2 separate regions of the Danio rerio genome follow, and region 1 is linked to region 2. A link is a contact called in public HiChIP or PLAC-seq data. All regions are on one chromosome and are shown on one strand. Each heading gives the region's core, a stretch centred on a gene start, on an enhancer-like site or on the middle of the called end of the contact. The rest is flanking DNA. Distances are from core to core; before and after follow the strand shown.

Region 1 (6,786 bases), core at 121-2,620, 210 kb before region 2:
CTTCAGGATGGCCCCGGAGCCGAAGTCAATGAGCTTCAGGTCCCCCGTGCGTAAATCCACCAGGAGGTTTTCGTCTTTGATATCTCGGTGAACCACCCCGCAGCTGTAGCAGTGGCGAACCGCCTCCAAAACCTGTCTGAAGAAGCCCCGGGCGGTGTCTTCATCCAGCGCGCCTTTCTCCGTGATGTAGTCGAATAAATCCTTCACCATCTCCGGCCGCTCCATTATAATCAACCATCCGTCGGGTCTCTCATACCAATCTATGAGTTTAATGACCCCCTGAAACGTGCTTCCCACTTTCTTCAACAAAACAATCTCGAGTGGAATCAGCGACCCGTTCTGGAATACAAATAAAACCGCACTGGTTAGAAATAAATCGTTTATACTGTTAATATTAATAAAGAGTATGATAGTTTACTTACAATAGTACCCCATTCGGTCACTCTCTCCTTGGCGACGTGTTTTATTGCAACCTACAGACAAAAAGAGAAAAACGCGCATATGAATATGTGATCGTGGCGCCAAACGCGGCCATGTGCTGCCACCAAAACAAAGCGAGCGCTTACCGGCAACGCGTCTGAGATACGAGTACCGGCGTACACTGTACCAAACCCACCGCTTCCCAGCACCGAACCCACATGGTAAACCTTCTCAAATGGCTCCCTTTCGGTCTTGGCTGTGGAATGAAGAAGGGGAATAAACAGTGTTAATGTAATAACGTGACATAAATCCGAGTGTGTATAACGCGCGGTTGGCAACAAAATGGCTCCACGCTCAGGTCACAGACAGGCGCGTGCCGATTAAAGAGGCTAAATTTGTCGCTTATAGAATATTAGTAGTAAACATTGAATTTAAAATAAGATGTTATGTGAGAAAAGGCAAATAACTAGCGCGATGAATCTAAAAAACGATATCTACCTGCTTGGAGTTGAATTTTCACCGGTAAGTGGTCGATGTTGGTCGTGTTACAAATATGGGAAAAGGATCCAAACTTGGAGAGTAACATCTTCTGTTGTCTTCTCCAAAAAAAATCCGAGTCCTTAAAGATGCGTAACTGCTTCGCACCGGAAAACACCGGCACCCCGTCCTTCAACGAGAAGACAGAATTCCCTTCAAAAAATGTATTCAGGAGTGGGACTCCGTCCGAAAATCCCACGGATGATCGCAAACGGATTCCGAATCCTCGTTTACAAAGGTGTCAAACTCCAGTAATTATTCACAAATGTCCCCGCGCACCCATAGTGAGAGAGAACTGCACACGTTTGCGCTTTTGAGCCCGGTCGGTGCGCTCGGTTCATGTGTCTGTGTGTGAGAGAGCGCGGAGACCGTATTAACTCTTAATTCTCGTGTTTGGGCGCTGGAAGCTTTGCACAAATCCCTCCGCGACGGAAAGCCTCACTACAATCAAATCACAAACAAATGCATTTATTAAAAATAAATTAATGGTTATATGAGAAATAAAACACAGATGGGTAAAATATGGGAAGATACCGTAAATGTATCAGCAACGGTCAGCAATGATAAATAGTGCGTTTGGAGAATAGTGCGAGACGCCCATGGATATCTCGTCTGAGAGCTTTGCACTTTGGCTATATAACAAGACCAACCACGTTGCACAGTTTATATAATTGTACGGTGACTAATTAGAGTAATATTGCCGGGTTGGGCTTGTATAATTGTAATAAGGATAACAATAACACTTTATTTAATAACTAAGCATAATTGAATTTATATTTTAAAAAAAATATTATAACAAATATTTGAAATATTACACGTTTCCTGTGTAAAGCCTTTTTGAATCATTTTATAATTTAAATGAATAATTATTGTAAAGGTATTTTATTTTAATTGAACTGCTTTTGTTATTTTAGTGTAATTATATTTATTATTTATTTTATTATTGTACTTTCCCATATTATGCCATTGGTGTAAAATGTTTAGTGTAATATTAATGTATAGTTATTAATGCATTCTCTATATAATAATAAAACATTATAAAGATTTATTTCTTATGTAATGATAAATATCTAATATTTAATATTATTTCATTAAGTGAAATATAATAGATACATCACACATACATACACACACACACACACACACACACACACACACACACACACACATATATATATATATATATATATATATATATATATATATATATATATATATATATATATATATATATACATACACACACACACACACACACATACACAACAGTTCTGTCTGGTTCTCAAATCTGATTGGCTGAAAGCCGTGCGATATTCTGCAATATCAGAACTCCTACAGCCTCTTTACAGTTTGTGTATTACTCCACACACATACAGCCAGCAAAAAGCATACACTACAGATCTAAAGTTTAAAAGATGCTTTTAACTGTTTTAACAGCTGTTTAACTGTCAGCCCATGATTTGAATCCAAAGGCGGAAGAAAGTAGTTCCTCATACAAAAGGGGTTTTGAGACTCTCCATGTTTGATTTTTTTTTTTATATACACAATTATGCCGTCAAACTGTTGTATAAACGCAATAACACAATCATAGCAGTGCGATATGGCTGTATATCGCCATTGGTGGGTACACGTACGCCTCCCACCAGTGCCGATATACAGCCATATCGCACTGCTACGAGTGTGATATTGCTCATATATATATATATATATATATATATATATATATATATATATATATATATATATATATATATATATATATATATATATATATATATATATATATTTATAAAAATTCTTATGTTATGATAAATATCTAATATTTAATATTATTTATTAATTAAGTGAAATATAATATATACATATATATATGATATATATATAACATATAACATATATATATATATATATATATATATATATATATATATATATATATATATATATATATATATATATATATATCTTACATACATATATACATACATACATACATACATACATACATACAGATAAATAAAATGTAATGAAATGTAAAATGTAATGAGCCATGACTTACATCTAGACAGTAAATGTGCAACATCCATTCTTATTACATGTCATTCTTCTATCTTCCCAGAAAAAAAGTCATCCTTACTTTGATCTCATGCCAGATTCATTAGGTCATACCTCAGAAAGGACATCAAGGCTTTGAGGAGCTTTTATGAGACACACTGGAACAATCAGTAGGGAAATCCTTCAAGCTTTTTAGCAGTTACCTGATGTAAGGCCAAAGCACATGTCTCCAGATGAAGCAAAAAGCTTCTTCTTACCCCCAAAGTGTGCTTTATTCAGCACAATCTATTTTATGTATTATCAGAAAAGTGGCTGATTTGTACGAATTTATCCAATTTAATTTTTTTATGAAAACATACAATCTCTAAAAGAAGTCATGTCCCCAAACCACACCTTCCATAATTGGGGTGAGCAGGTCATACTAAAATGTATCAGTGAAATCATACAAATTCATCCAAATTAGTAAAAAAATAAATATAAAATGTCCGAATTGCCATAATATATGTTGATATTTGCTGAGTAAAAGAAATCATTCGAGTACTTACTAATTTTCTCTTTTTTTGCAAGATGTTATTTAAATTTAATTTAGGCGACTGTAAACCAAGAGCAAAATCATTGATCTCATACCAATCAGATAAAATTCCATTTAAAAGGGGTGGTCCACAACCAAATCCTATTTTAAACTTCAGTTCATGTGTAATCTAGCTGTGTGAACATAAACAACATCTCTGAATGTAATACACTCAAAGTTTAATGCAAAGGGAGACATTGGCTTTTACAAATTTAGCTTAGCAAAGCCTACAGCCAACGAAGTTTAAAGACTACAAAAAGATACATCCAGGTTAGTGAGAACACAAACACTTCAGGTTTTGTGCGTTCACCACGCGTTTATACCAAGTGTGCCGCAAGCCTGCGTTTGAGTGAAGGTCTCGGCCGTTAGATCGCCCCCTGGGGGCTGGCTGCAGTACAAGTCATAAAGCCCGCCTCCTCCGTGTTAATGAAGGAGACTTGAGCCCAAATATAAAAAATTATTACACTTGCAATAAAATGTCCCGAAAGATGGTTCTGGTCGATTAAGGCATTGGTTATTGTGCTGAAATAGGTGCAGATCTTCATTTTTGTAAACAGTTTGTTTTTAGCAGTAATTTAATGCTGGGCGTGTCATCGTGATTGACAGCTGTGATTGACAGTTTCTCAAAGCAGCGCGTCTGAGCTTCGGCAGGAGACTGAAGTGTTATTATTCGATTTCTGTGTTATTTTACCATGACAAAATGAGTTCAGCAGTAAACTACAGTTTCTGACATACATGATCCTGGTGGAACACTGTTTATTCGCTAAGGTCAGGGTTTTTTCGGGCTTATTAGTTTGCTGATACACGCCTAGCCACCCAGATGGCAAAATACACTCGGACCAGTTCGGCTAGATTCTCGCCTGCCGGAGACTTACCCCTCAGAGTTCAGACTGACTACCTCAGCTGGACCTTCTCCGGATGCCTGGACTCACTGCCCAATTCCAGCCCGAGTCAATCGAGCCAGATGCGGCGGCCGAGCGAGCCGCCGCTGCCGCATGCGAGGCGGAATCAGCCCGCGACGCCGCGAGTAGGTTATGCGCTGCAGCCCGGAGCTGGCGTGATTAAATATATATAACCCTCATATTTGTTAACGTTATTACATCCATCTGTGTTGATATGACAGCAAACGCATGCTGAGAAGTTTGGGGGGCGTGGTTGATTTTACATAAAGCGTTTGGTTGGAAGCTCGACTCCGCTCATTTTCGCGGCTCCTCCTCTGGCTCCATCAGACAGTCCTTCTGCGCATGTCAAGGCTCCAATTTCAGCAGTCTTTTGCGACAGTTTGTGCCCGTCAAGCAGGCGTTTTGCCCTCAAGGCGTTCAATGGGAAAAGGGGCTGTCACGTCGTCCATATTTTTTACAGTCATTGGTTTATACCCTGCGCAGCAAAGAGGCATCGCCTGAAGTGCTGTAAAGTTATAGCAGAGAAAGCTAAAATGGTGTGCAAATGCTGCTATTTCCAAAGAGCTTGTTCTGTTTCTATATTTGGGCTTCCAAAGGACACAACGCAAAGAGAGAAGTGCTTACAATTTAATTTTAATTATGTCCTAGAGAATTATATAAAAGATATAGCTAGCATTTGACATTGGACAGCTTCCAGAATCTCTCCCAGTTCAGTGTTGGATTCGTTAAAAACTCCTCAAAGAAGAAGCAGCTCCAACAAGAATAGACGAAGCTGTGGATTGTGAGCCACAACCTGTAAGTATTTGTATTTGTTAAAATGGATCAATTACATGCGCAGTTTCTAGTGTTAACGACATGTTGTAGCAAGGATGTAAACATGAATGTAAACAATGGGAAATGTTGTTTGAAACCCTTAGCAATTTAGCTGCAAATTCATCTTTATCCATCAAATTGCTGTAAACACCCACGATCTTCACCAGCGCTGCAGTGTCTCTCTATGCAGCCGCTTTCCCTACGTTCTACATCTCAAATAACAAACTCGCAAAAGATATGAAAGTTTCATATTACTTACATATGCATATAACCCGAATATATATGAAAAACACTTGTCAGATTTTAGAGAGCAGGCATGAGGTTTTGCCGTGTCCTCTTCAACATATGTCTAATTCAGATTCAAACTGACATGGCTACGATTACTGACAGTATTTACACCGCAGAGGCACAGCACATGCTAATGACTGGCCGTGATGATGACTTCCTGGTGAGGTTGAGCCGATCCACGAATCAAAGTTAACTGACCAATCATAGCCTTTTGAGGGCGGGCCTTTTGAAGGAACTAGGAATTATGACATGATGATCGTTTTCATGTTAGCTGAGTAGCTATATAATATTAAATTAAAGGCTCGTGCAAACCGGGACGCTTTTTGCTCACGTTTTCCGTCAATGTTTAACACGCCTCAAGACTAAATAAAGGACGTCAATGTGATCGTGCACACCAACACGCAAAATACCAAACGTAAAATTATCATTTTTAAAAAAAACTACTCATGCTCGTTTTTTGTTTTGACGCGCTGCGTTAAAACCTTTTCCACCAATCAGGTTGGCACGGAGCTGCTGAAGTTACAGTTAACAGCACTTGGAGGCGCTTAAGCGCAAAACTGTCAATGCAAGCGCACATTAAATAAGATGCCCAGAGGCGATATGAACGTGGAGCTGCTTATTGCTCTGGTGAACAATAATAATTTCTTCATCGCTAGAGCTGGAGCTGCTGCTCGAACCATCCATAACAACAAGTGTGTCAACTTTGTCTTCTTCTTCTGTGTTACAAGTGGGTGTCAGAAGCTTAAAGTTGCGCCATCTACCATCAAGGAGTGATTTTGCATACTCTTCTACTCGACGCCAGTTGAATCCGGAAAAACGTTTTGAAACGCAAAGGAAAAGCGTCCGGTGTGTACGAGCCTTAAGATATATGAAAAAATAACGTGATTTTTTTTTTACAAATGAACCATGAGCACACATTGCTTTACATCTTATAAACACAACCAAGCTTTAAATATACACTCTGGACCCGTTCTCTATAACATGAAAGCAATTTACTCTTGTAGAGCCAATCAAATCAATACATTTGGACGCACAGAACGTTCTATTATCTATTGCATTTATTTACAACCTATCAACTTATGGAACTTATCAACATCTAATGGACCTATGGCCTGGCAAGTAATTTGGTACTGCAACAATCATTATTGTTTATGAAGTTGCCACTCTTCTGCAAAGGTAACCTCAAAACCCTAAACTGAC
Region 2 (7,008 bases), core at 1,807-4,306:
AAATGTGTTGAACATGTACATTTGATGTTTTTATGCACTATGTATGCGTGAGCATATATAAAAACATTCTGAAAAGAAGTCAATAGTAATGCAGTTAAGCTAGATACACAAACGACCATGAATGAACCGCAGAAGTTTAAAATTGTCACTCTATTCTAAAATTATTAACTTAACAATATGTTTACAACTGTATTTCCTTAAAGAAAGTCAGTAAAAATACCAACATTTAGGTAGTTTGACTCACCAGTTGCTGTTCTAAACCTCAGATGGAAAATGGCGTCTGGAAAATTCTTCAGTGACTGGGGCTGCATGAATTCCCGGATGTTGGAAATAACTCCACCAAGTGTAGAAAAGATAACTCCTTGATTTCGCACTGAATAAAATCAATTCTAACTCTTATTATATTCATTTATCAAAATCTAACTCTTTAACGTCAACACTTTACTCTGAAATGCTTCAACACCGAGAATTTAACTCTGATGAATTTGCTGTGTACTATTTAATTTTAAGATTTAAATGCTGCATTTTAGTGATATGTTAAGCACTATTTGTTTTAAGAATAAGGTTTAAAATTTAGAATAAAAGTCACTTGTGCAAGGTTTTCATTCATTCATTCATTTTCTTGTCGGCTTAATCCCTTTAATAATCCGGGGTCACCACAGCGGAATGAACCGCCAACCTATCCAGCAAGTTTTTACACAGCAGATGCCCTTCCAGCCGCAACCCATCTCTGGGAAACATCCACACACACATTCACACACACTTATACACTACGGACAATTTAGCCTACCCAATTCACCTGTACCGCATGTCTTTGGACTGTGGGGGAAACCGGAGCACCCGGAGGAAACCCACACGAACGCAGGGAGAACATGCAAACTCCACACAGAAACGCCAACTGAGCCGAGGATCGAACCAGCGACCTTCTTGCTGTGAGGCAACAGCACTACCTACTGCGCCACTGCATCACCTCTTTTGGAATATGTCACTTAAATAAAAATAGGTGGTATAGCATTTATTTTGTTATCTAAGTACTTAAAATTACCACATACATTAGACCCATCTCCCCTTTTGTTCTGTCTCCCGGAAAACTCCAACATGGAATTGAAATATGGAATTTCTGCCTAAATGTGAATGAAACAGGCATTACATGCATTTAAAGTGCAAAGCCCACATTAACCTATTTTGAAGAAAAAATAATTCATTCATTTTCTTATCAGCTTAGTCCCTTTATTAATCCGGGGTGGCCACAGTGGAATGAACTGCCAACTCATCCAGCATGTTTTTACGCAGCGGATGCCCTTCCAGCCGCAACCCATCTCTGGGAAACATCCACACACTCATACACTACGGACAATTTAGCTTACCCAAGTCACCTGTACTGCATGTCTTTGGATTGCGGGGGAAACCGGAGAACCCGGAGGAAACCCACATGAACACAGGGAGAACATGCAAACTCCACACAGAAATGCCAACTGAGCCGAGGTTCAAACCAGCGAACTTCTTGCTGTGAGGCGACAGCACTACCTAATGCGCCACTGTGTCGCCCTTTGAGGAAAACTGAAAAAAAATCCCTTTAAATTTGATTGTCTTTGAACTATTTTTGAATATCAATATTTTACAAGGTATTGAATTTAGAAATTCCAGTATCTTGACAACACTAGACCTTAGTTAATCCCTCTGTCTAAATGAACATGTTTGTAGCTTTGTATCACACTGGATAACAACTCACACTATAAAATAAATCCTATTTTCAGATTTGAAGATAATTACATTTTCAAAAAACAAACAGAAACTGCAAATCAGGAGGTGATACACTGCAAAAAACACTTTTCTTACTTAGATTTTTTTTTGTCTTGTTTCTAGTCCAAATATCTTAAAGTTCTTAAATCAAGAAGCATTTTCTAGACAAGCAATACATATTGTCTTATTTTAAGAAATAATATGCCAAAATAAAGTGAGTTTTTTCTTAAATCAAGCAAAATAATCTGCCAATGGGATAAGCAAAATAATCTTATCACAAATCAAAAAACACGATTACTTTGCTCACCCCATTGGCAGATTATTTTGCTTGATTTAAGAAAAAACTCACTTTATTTTGGCATATTATTTCTTAAAACACGACAATAAGTTTTGCTTGTCTAGAAAATGCTTCTTGATTTAAAAATTTGTAGATATTTGGGCTAGAAACAATACAAAAAATCTAAGTAAGAAAAGCATTTTTTGCAGTGTAGGAGGCTCAAGAGGTATGATATGGCTCATAACAGACTAATAAATGAGAAATGGGTTAATTTATCAATTTTTTTCCTTTTTGGTATTACAAGTCACAAAGCTTTACAATTTATTGTTAAAAGACAACTACAAAAAACTTTATTTATCATTAAACCATGTATAATCCTATTATTAAGAGTGGAGTAGATCACCCTTTGAAAGTGGGGGTATTTTAGTAGGTTGAATTACAACTTCTTTCTTTGACTTCTTTGGGGTTAATCCCTTTCCCTTTCCCTTTCAACCCTAACAACACCCTGATTTCCCCAAAATTGTAGTAGTTGGTTACTTTCTGAACTTAGATTCTTCTCTTTGAAAATTTATTATTAATTTATAGCTTTTTCTGGCTAATTTTTACATCCCTAAATGTAAAATTTCAAAGAAACACCCCTATTTTTATTTTCAGAAAGGACTTTGATTTATATGTGAACTCCTTAAAAGAGTGTAAATTGCACGTAAAACTCTTTCTTGTTGTGAAGCATTTAATTTGTTTAATTTCCTGTGATTTTATGTATGTAACCCTTTTTGTCTTTTTATTAATATTGTGTCTTTGTAAATGTTCTTTCTTGCATAATAAAAATAAATGCATATTATTATTATTATGTAATTTTCTTTCTTTTATATGTTGGATAATACAAGAGGACTGTCATACAGAAGACGAAGAATGGTCAACCACACATTCACCTAAGAAAAACACAATTGGCGTCCCAGTAGTCCACGCAGATCTCGATCACCCACTTCCCCTCTCTCGCAGTATTTCTTGGCGGGCGTTGTTTTGTCGTCTCTCCGGCCTCCAGTTCGCCTCTCTCTCCCCGCCCCCTCTTTGTTGTTTCTCTCCTCCAGCCTCCCTCCGCCGCCGCGCGCTCACACACACGCACTCTCGCTGGATCAGCTGCGCGCTCGCGGTCTCCGTGCGTCCCTTCCCCCCGCGGCCTGGCTGCTGATGAGATGAGTGGAAGATGTCGGTGTCGGGGCTGAAGGCCGAATTAAAGTTCCTGGAGTCAATCTTTGACCCAAACCATGAGCGATTTCGAATAATCGACTGGAAGCCAGACGAACTGAGCTGCCAGTTTAATGTGACGGGAGAAAAGCTGCTGATTATTCACTGCAACATCACGGTAAGATCCACCAGCCCCGTGTGTAGGTTTACATGCGAACAAGGCAAGGCCGAGTGAAACAACACCACCCACAAGCCCCTGTTTGCTCGAATAAAGCCATGATAGTGCGAATAAAAGCATTTAGGGTGATCAATGTTCAGTTTTATAATCAAAAAGATGTCAAAATCACTGCTAAACAAGCAGCGCGAGCTACGCTTAGCTTGCTGGTGTATTAGCTAACAAAGTTAACTGCGTTTGCTCTCGGTTTCACTTTGTTGGCTTAATAAAACCATCAGCTAATCGTCAGCGTTATTTATTCTTGTGTACAGGAGATGGTTGACCAAGACCGGTGGATGTTTTGCATTCTGCGTCACTTTAAATTAGTTGTCATGTAATTAGCTTGTGTGCTAATTTGGCTTAGCTGGTAGTTTAGCTTGCTAAACGACGTTTTGGGGTGAACTTATTTTTTAAAATCTTTTTATCGCGGATTTGGGATGTTGTTTGTGGATTATTTATCGAGCATTGAAACATTTTGTGTAAACACAACAGTTTGTTAAATCCTCGGCTAGCTAATTTCGCAATTTGTTTAGCTGGTTTGTCGAAGTTCTCCGTTCAGCTAACTTGGGCCTGCTACGAAATGCGTAGATTTAAAATGCTCGAAGTTTGTTCAGTTTTTCGCCATGTAAATGATTTTATCATAAATGTATAATATTTTCGTAACTGTTAATGTTGCCTTACATGTGCTAGCAACATTAGCGCGTTTTCAGTCATCGCGTTTATTTGCCATTTCGCATCTTTGAGCGAAATCTGCATGTATGTTGAGTGTATGCTAACTGCACTACATTATGAAGGAGTGTTGTCATCAGAACCTACATTGTTTTTGCAAAACGACGCCACTGCAGTGCAACTGGCTGCTGTTTTTTGTGTGTTCTAGAGGCCAGTTAGTTTGCTGAGCTTGTATACTGATTTGAGGTGCTATGAGGTCAGTTTATGGTCCTGACAAGCAAAAGAATATCACATCGCCATCATTTTGGCTCTCCCTTGATGGAAGACACAATGGGAGGAGATTTCTAACTAGTGGATGAGAACATAATGTTCACATGATTTTACGTGGAAGATCATCAGCTCTGACAAACACTTCTCTGAAATAAACAACACTGCGCGGGTCTGCTGTGGTCTTTTCTCATTGAGAGAAGAAGCTGCAGAGTTTGATTCATTGGTTTGGCATCTGTTAATGTGGCTGTTTGTCATGCAAGTGGCTGAACTGAAATGAGAAGACTTTAGCAACCTTGTGAAAGGACAAATGGGTTTGATACGGGTATGAAGATGCTGATTTTGTTACTCTTGATGTTTTTGTAGGAGTCTTATCCTTCAACACCACCAATATGGTTTGTTGATTCTGATGATCCAAGTCTGACTGAAGTCCTTGAACGACTGGAGGATGTCAGAAAAGGCAATGCTTTGGTAAGGAAGTGTTTTTTTCCCACTTGAGATGGTAATGAGATGGTATTTTGATGCTTGATTGGTGGCTGTTAATTTTTTACCCTGTAGACAATTAATACTTTTATTTCATCTTGATAGAACTGTAGCAAATACACTTAAAAATACATATATTAAGCAGCATAACGGTTTTTGAGAATTGAAACAGAATTTTTATTGACCCCAATAAGGATTGTTTAAAAGTAAAAAGTAAGATAAAAGTATAAAAGTAAAACTTAAATTTAATATCATTTTAGTTTAGGCAATGTATAATTGCATGCTAAAGTTTGCCTGAATTATATCTATGAATATAAGGATGCTGTGTAGTTTATGAAATCATTGAAGTCCTACTAGATTTGAAATTATGGTGATTTGTTTACTGCAGTTACCAATGCAACACCATTATTTCTGCAATTCTATAGGTGCCAACCTGCTAAATTAGCTAGATTTAATATAATTTTTTCAGTATATGAATATTGTTTTAGTTTTGGATTAATTTCTTACATTAATATTTAATTAATATACTGTAATTTAAAATCTCACTAGTGTTTACGGTTGAAAAGTGGTTATATTGTCTTAAAGTGGATGGAAAGAGTCTTATGGTGCTTTCACACCTGTGAATCGATTCAGTTGTTCCGAAACAGAGATTACAATCGTTACATTGCTTTTGGAGCGGTTCGCTTTCACACTACAAAGTTTCTAATCGGACCAAAGGAGCTAAAACAAGTCACGTGCGAGTAAACTCTCCTTACATTGGTCAGAGTGTCAGGGTTCATTTTCCAGCATCCCGCTAAACTGTCAGGAGAGGTGGTGGTTTGGTGGTGATTGACAGGGTGCGCGTGCGACGTGTCTGAGGAGAGATGCGGTGGGGAGGGGTGAGAAGGGTGCATAACAATGCCTATTTAAGGATCGGGAGGGAGACGCGAGATTACCGGGAGTTCATCACTCGTTTTCGACTCACGAAACTTCCCACCCTACTCATAATTCTCTCTTCATATAGCCATAAGCCTATTACATATCCATAAAACACTGTGATATAACCGCGCTCGGATCGGATCGCTTTCTCACTGCAATCGAACTGCTCCAGGGTTCGTTTCAATCGAGCCGAGACCACCTCATTCAAGCGATCTCGAAGCGATTACTTTGGCGTGGAACAGAGCGCGATTGCCCTGTTCACATATGCCAAACGAACCGCGCTAACTGGGCAAACGAGATACGTTCCGAAATAAAAGTGTAGGTGTGAAAGCACCCTTAAAGGTCTTGAATTTCACTCTCTGATTCTTGTATATACTCTGCATGGTTTCCGCTACATTCATTCTTCCATGGCGGTGTGCCACGCCAAAATACATACTGTCACAGCTACATTACAGCTTCTCATTCAAAACGTTTTATTTATTTATTTTTTTTATTAAAGGTTATGTGAATTATAATAGCACGAGTTTTTTTGTAACCGTAGTAGTGCTGTGCGTCATTTGTTTACCCTTTAAGGTGACGTGGTGACTGACAGGCTGACAGGTGTGTGAGGCCAGCAAACACAACGTATAGCCGTTTCATTGTACTTCGAAGGCATTAATGCTACTCAGTAGGTCTATCGGAGACATTCATAAACATTCCTAGCAAATCTAATAAATGCTGGAGACATACTCGTTACACAAATGCACTAAATCGCACCCAGCAGCGTTTGTTTGAGAGCGCACATGAAGATCCGCGAGCTCTTGAAGCGGCTAATATTTGTGGGGGCGTGCAAGAAGTTTTGTGCAGAGGAAATCTGCGCGCAAGCACAGAGATTCGCATGCTTGTAGGCTATTACATAAATGCAATCCTGACTTTTAATACTGCGCTCACGACATTTAACACTGAAATAATAACGCCACAGGTAGGGCTGTGTATTGGCAAGGGCCTCACGATATGATGCATATCAAGATACATGGGTCACGATACAATATATCACGATATATTGCGATACAATATATTCCAATTTATTTTCTCTCCATTTCAATTCATTAGAGCTGCACAGTGTGATTGAACAGAGAACTCACTGAAATGTATTAAATGCATATTGTTATTAAATACTTAAGTACAATGTATATGGCACTAAAGTCACAAATAAATGAAATAAACTATTTATAAAACTAAAGCAAGTAAAAAAAATAATAAATGCATC

What was found. HiChIP or PLAC-seq counts read pairs in DNA pulled down with a chosen protein or histone mark.
Region 1: a contact with region 2 is called in an H3K4me3 HiChIP or PLAC-seq map of gastrula embryo, with 2.2 times the contacts expected there. The contact joins the promoter of pim3 here to the promoter of ube2q2 in region 2. A contact is called at or near these places in 1 of 18 Hi-C or Micro-C datasets (an unstated tissue) and 2 of 4 datasets of contacts at active chromatin or transcription factors (embryo and gastrula embryo).

Annotation. Positions count from the first base shown.
Region 1 is chr25:32,046,275-32,053,060 of GRCz12tu, reverse strand. It overlaps pim3 (Pim-3 proto-oncogene, serine/threonine kinase), which reads right to left and starts at 1,370. Exons shown (of 6, transcript NM_001034978.2): 1 at 919-1,370; 2 at 567-676; 3 at 423-473; 4 at 1-339. The coding sequence starts at 1,006.
Region 2 is chr25:31,834,935-31,841,942 of GRCz12tu, reverse strand. ube2q2 (ubiquitin-conjugating enzyme E2Q family member 2) reads left to right here and starts at 3,056. Exons shown (of 13, transcript NM_001328204.1): 1 at 3,056-3,386; 2 at 4,725-4,829. The coding sequence starts at 3,228. It overlaps LOC141381008 (a long non-coding RNA gene), which reads right to left and starts at 283. Exons shown (of 6, transcript XR_012400475.1): 1 at 245-283.